Linked DNA regions of Mus musculus: region 2 is linked to region 1. A link is a contact called in public ChIA-PET data. All regions are on one chromosome and are shown on one strand. Each heading gives the region's core, a stretch centred on a gene start, on an enhancer-like site or on the middle of the called end of the contact. The rest is flanking DNA. Distances are from core to core; before and after follow the strand shown.

The links. ChIA-PET counts read pairs in DNA pulled down with a chosen protein or histone mark.
Region 2: an H3K27ac ChIA-PET map of liver shows a contact between it and region 1, with 10 times the contacts expected there. The contact joins two enhancer-like sites. A contact is called at or near these places in 5 of 39 promoter capture datasets (the C10 cell line, cranial neural crest, liver and 2 more), 6 of 484 Hi-C or Micro-C datasets (cranial neural crest, embryonic fibroblasts, embryonic stem cells and 2 more) and 1 of 115 datasets of contacts at active chromatin or transcription factors (liver).

Annotation. Positions count from the first base shown.
Region 1 is chr3:18,158,759-18,161,764 of GRCm38.p6, forward strand. All of the region lies in intron 1 of Cyp7b1 (cytochrome P450, family 7, subfamily b, polypeptide 1), which reads right to left. Among named protein-coding and RNA genes, the nearest start is that of Gm23686, 17 kb to the right of the region's middle. Within about 2 kb of position 1,428, at least 4 of the 459 cell types and tissues checked have an H3K27ac peak or open chromatin away from gene starts, as enhancers often do. A contact at or near this core is called in liver, where this site is marked.
Region 2 is chr3:19,043,453-19,046,152 of GRCm38.p6, forward strand. No RefSeq gene overlaps it. Among named protein-coding and RNA genes, the nearest start is that of Armc1, 120 kb to the right of the region's middle. Within about 2 kb of position 1,324, at least 4 of the 459 cell types and tissues checked have an H3K27ac peak or open chromatin away from gene starts, as enhancers often do. A contact at or near this core is called in liver, where this site is marked.

The DNA.
Region 1 (3,006 bases), core at 178-2,677:
TATTTTTAAAGCTCTCTAAATAAGACAATTATAAATATTAAGATGCAAAATTTAGATTGTATCCTTAACTTATGAAAAAGTATACAGTAAATGAAAGTTATAATTCTGATAGTCTGAGTATGATAATAAAAGAGTGATACATATTTAAAAAAAGAAGATCCACTATCTATTTCATTAATGGAGGCATGACTAGTGGCTGTTTGCACAAATCGATGCTTTCCAAAGCAAGTTACGTGGCTCTTCTACAGGAGCTACAATCTAATGATTGCAAGGAACACTTCATTTAACATAATAAATATTTAGCCTGGTTAAAAGCGATATTATGTGAAAATTTTTAACTGCAAAGAAAAAGGTGGCAAATGCATATAGATTATTTTTACCATCTAATTTTCAATCCCTTTTCAGCTGAACAACAAAACACTGAGACCCACAGAACTCAAATGACTAGCTCCAAGTCAGAGAGACAGAGAAAAAGACCAGGAGAAGCCGGTTCCCTAAGCTGCAGCCTCTTTAGCTGCTCCCAGGAGGGCCTCCCCATTGCCACCTTCCTCCTGTTTATTCAAGATGAAGCTTGATCTGTGACTGTCTAAACCGCAAGTGTAAAGCCTCTATTCTTTTCAGATTTATAGACTTTAGCATTTTGTTTATTGTTCAGAACACCCAGAGAAGTATTTGTGGGCGCATTGACCCATCTCCGAGAGATTTATTTTACAACATGAAAATGGAAGTTAAAATTAGAAACTACCTAAATGCTAGTGGAATTCTGGTCTTAAGTCTCTCCCAGTTACTGTGGACTTGAGAGCTCAGCCACTCCTTGTTTGTTGTACACGTATCACTTATGAGGTTGAGTAAAGAGAAAAATGAACCAGATTAGTAAAAGTGCTTTGAAATGTGTGACAAATGCTATAAAATAAATTTTTGTTTTAGTTACTCAGAGTTATATCACACTGGGAAAAAGGCTGTTTCATCTACAGCTTCAGTTTCTTTGAGGGAGAGGAAAATAAAAGAAACTTGCCAATTGTTTTGTAGAATAGTAGATACAGAAGATAGTCACAGCTTCCCTGTAGGAACAGGCTCTGCATGGCAGGTTCTGGGGTAGGTACCGGAGAATGTGATGGTCTAACATCTTCGCTTAAAGATTTGGCATCTGGTTTGTAGTAAAGTGAAAATTCTGTTACAATCATACCTATGAGTAACTGAAGTTAAACTCACCTATAAGCACTACTGTGCATTGGCAATACCTAGAGAATACCAAACACATTCAGAAATTTGAAGTTTTATAACCTAAAACCTTTTTATTTCCCTTCTTATCAATCTAGATGCTGAGCTCTGAGATGGGCCCTTGTCTGTGTCTGCCCATCCTGTAAGATGGTGCCAGGAGCAGAAGAAGCATTCCTATTGGTTGAATCTGAACTCCACCCTGGAGGACAAAGGGCAGAGGAGATGAGCTAACAATATCTAGGGATACTTTGCCATCTCACGAAGATAGGCTGTCTGTCTGACTCCTGCTACCAACTGAGTGAAGGTGGTTTATTATATTTTCTAACACATATCCTGACATTATGCAACATTCCCAAACTGCCCTGTATTTTCCAACCTGGATGAAAGAAGATGCATGACATTTCTGCCCTTGCTGCTGTTGATTTGCAAGTCAAGAGAGAGAGAGAGAGAGAGAGAGAGAGAGAGAGAGAGAGAGAGAGAGAGAGAGAACAGCAACCTGAACCCTGGAGTAAACACAAAACCCCAAGAACAGTTAGTGTTTCTTCTTAACTCTTTAAAGTTTGACCGAGAAAGACAGGCCTGGGCTTTCCAGGCTAGATGCTTCTACATACATGGCATCCGTGTGTGTGTGTGTGTGTGTGTGTGTGTGTGTGTGTGTGTGTTTGTGTGTATTGTCTGCCAAATATAATATAAAATGTTCCACTTAAATGATTAAAATGGGGGAAAGAAGGAATTTTACCAGATCCACTATTCTTTTGAAATAATATTTAAAAAAAAAAAATCCAAAACATGGGGTAAAACAAGCTTCCTTTTGTTTTCATACAAATCAAAAAGAGTTCGAGAAAGCATTCACAGCAAGCACTGTCCAGCGAGGACCCGGAAAGAAGCATACAGTGGAGCCAGATGTTGGGGTGATTTGTGTCAGAAGGGCACAGGAGCATGGTGTTGATTTCAATGGCTGCTGGCAGAAGCTTTGCTCCAGCAGCAGGGGGAAAACCCTGAACTAATGGAATTCTTCCCTACTCTTTCCCTCGCTCGCTAAGACACCCTAAACCACTAGTCAGTGGTGCTGATAGCTGTCAAAGAAGCTGAATTCACTGGCCAACCCTGCCAGCAGGGATCACATCAGAAGGGAGATGACTGAGTGAACAAGGGCGTCTCCAGGCTGTGCCATTTTATATCCCACTCAACCTTCAACAGCTGTTTCTTGAGCGAATACAGACTTCAAATAATTATGTGAAAAGAACAACAAAATTCCAGATGTAGACAATGTTTATATGTATTCCTTGGCCCTTGATTGGGCCCACAAAGGGGGACGAGCAATGTCATGTCTGAAGGATGAGAGCTTATAACCAGGTGGAATTAGAACCAACAGTTTCTCTTATTGGCACTCCCAGCCAAGGTCTCAAAAGAGAACATGGTAAAGTGGTTTTGTATCAAGCGGATTTTTTTAAACAGAAAATGCAGAATGGTGTGTTATAGTTTTAGGGACTCTATTGACCTGAGTGATCATTGCCGCCAGTCATTGATTTAAAATTTTAAAGGGCTTTTCCATCAGCTCTGCTGTTCTCAATGTCATGGCCACTCGTAAATTAGGCAAAGGCTCTCTCATATCAAGTTCTGACAGAATTTTCAATTTTAGCCAGTCCACCATGCTGAAACACAGAACATAAACAGAGGCTTGCTTTAGAATATTAGATGTGACCGAAGCCTGCTCAGCTCCTTTGACACTGTGAGACATTTTGTCACTTCACCTGGAGAAATATACACGGCTTATTCGGAAGT
Region 2 (2,700 bases), core at 74-2,573, 880 kb after region 1:
TGAAAGAATTAATGCCACTTTTGGATAAACATAACCATAGCAAATATTTGGTGAGAACACATTCTGGCATTTGCAGCTTTCCAAAAAAAAAAAAAAAAAAAAAAAATAGGTAGATAGATAGATAGATAGACAGACAGACAGATAGATGAAACTATTTTGTTTGTTTGTTTGTTTTTTTAAATATTTAAACTGACAGACATGTTTTAAAGGATAAAGGGACCTTTTGCTCTGAATAGCAATTAAAAGATTCTGGATGTGTGTTGATCATAGGTGGAGGAGACAGAGAAAGGAAGAAAGAGGGAGGGAGGAGAAGAGGGGGGAGAAAGTGTGGCTGCTGTCACAAATGTCCCCCCTCCATCTCAGGTTCTGGCCTACTTTTCTTTATGGAATTACCCACTCTAAGCAGCTTTATCATTTCCGGTTCTGGATTATGAGAACCCTGGAGGAGAGATGGATTATATCTTCTGTTTCCAGAGAAGGAAGGTAGATGCTGCCATTTTAGGAATTAGCTTTTGCAAGACACATTGCTGTTCCTTTTGCTTATTAGAAGGGATTCTTTGATATTAGAATTACCCTATGGAGATTTTTTTTCAAAACAGGGTTTCTCTGTGTAGTCCTGGCTGTCCTGGAACTCACTCTGTAGACCAGGCTAGCCTCAAACTCAGAAATCCGCCTGCCTCTGCCTCCCAAGTGCTGGGACTAAAGGCGTGCGCCACCACTGCCTGGCTTGGAGTTGTTTTGAAAATACTGTTTTTATAGTGGCTGCTCTCCTGTGCTCTAATACAGTTTGTTAGTAACTACTGTTCTACCTTGGAGCATTTTGTTGTCTACTCTTTGTCTCCATTAGCTAAAGCAATGACTGCCCAGCAGCAGAACAACCCAGGCTATTTTGTGGCCAACATCTCTTACTTTATTTTCCATTGCTATGATGAAACAAACTGGAAAAAAATTGCAACTCAAGGAAGAAATGGTTTATTTTAGCTCACAGTTCCAGGTGCAGTTCATGATAGCATGGCAATCAACACAGCAGGAGTCTAAAGTATATGCTCACATCACACCCACTCTCGGGAAACAGAAAAGGAAGAAAGAACCCTGACTCCCCAGTTCTCATGTTTACAGAACCATGATCATGTAACAGGCATGTCAGTCACTATGTGCTGATCTTCCCAGAAGAAGTGATATAATTATTCATTACAGACACTCCCAGAGTCCATCTCCCAGGGGAGTCTAGATTTTGTCAAATTGACAATTAACACTAACCATTGCAATCTCTGTTATTTATTAAGGGAATGAGAAACGGTTTCAGCAAACATGTTGGTATCTGCCAGCCTTTGGGAAAGCAGTGAAAAGTGCAGGCTGCTCGCAGAGTGTGTTAAACTTTACTCTAGGTACAAACTAACTGTAAACTAAAAAGGACACAAATGCCAAAATACTTTACATATTGACTGCTGACATGGTGGCATGCCAAAATCCTTTTCAGAATTATAAAAGGGGCTTAGAAATCGCCCATAGAGTGAGTGCTGGCCCCCAAACTTGATAAACTGAGTTCAGTCTTCAGATCTCATGTGCTGGAAGGAGAAAACTCCTAAAAGGAGTTGTTTGGCCTCCACATGCATGTGTACAAGTAAATAAGACTTAAAAATGTAAAGCATTTTACAGATGTTCCTAAAGCATACAAATTGTATCATCTTTAGTATCCTTGTATATAAGACCCTGTTTGTTCTCAGGTATCTGACTCTCCAGGTTGGCTTTCTATATTGACTTTAAACAAGTCACACTCTGTTTACCACCTGGGTCACTGCTCAGGTGAACCAGTGGCTCTGGTTCCATTCCTTGCACCAAGCACACGTAGCACCAGTTTACGGCCACCTGTAAGTCCAGTTCCAGGGGTATCTGACAGTCTCTTCTGGTCTCCATTATCATGCATGCATGTGATACACAGACATACATGCAAGGAAATCACACAGGTGAAAAATAAAAATGAAGTCTCCTTGATGAGAAGTGAAAAAAAAAAAAAAGAAAAGAAAAAGAAACCTAGTCTTAATACCCTCATCTTTACCAATATCCCTGTCAGTCACCAACCGTCACCAACATTATTGTTCTGGGTTTATTTTGAGACAGGGTTTCACTCTAGCTGTCCTGGAACTCATGATGTGCCCAGGGCTGGGCCTAGAACCCACTATGATCTGCCTCCCTCTGTCTCTCCAGTGTCCAGATTAAAAGAGGAAAATACCACCAGCAGCTTGTGCTACCGTTAAACCTCTAAACCAAGCTCCAAGCTGAACTCAGATTCGTTTCTCAGCAACATAAAATGATCAGTCATTAGCTAGGACGTTAGCTAGGCTTTCAGCTATCTACAACAACAAAATGAACTATGAGCTACACAGATGCAGAAAAGAAAATAAAAACAACTGATTATAGCTATGAAAATACAAGTCATGAAACCCACTGTCAGCAGCAGGGCAACCAAAACTAAGGGTTAATGAAGCAGCTCTGTAGAACCCCACTGATTTGGAAGCTAGAAGAGGAGTCAAAAAGGATGTGAGGGTGGGAGGATGGAGAGGAATGCTGTGAAATTCATGCTCTTGTCATAGCATGGCTGTGTCACATATGAACTTGAAGCAGCTGTGGTAACACAAGATCTACACAAGATCAAGCAAACAAGAGTGGGCAGTACTCCAGCAGGTGGCAGTAATAACA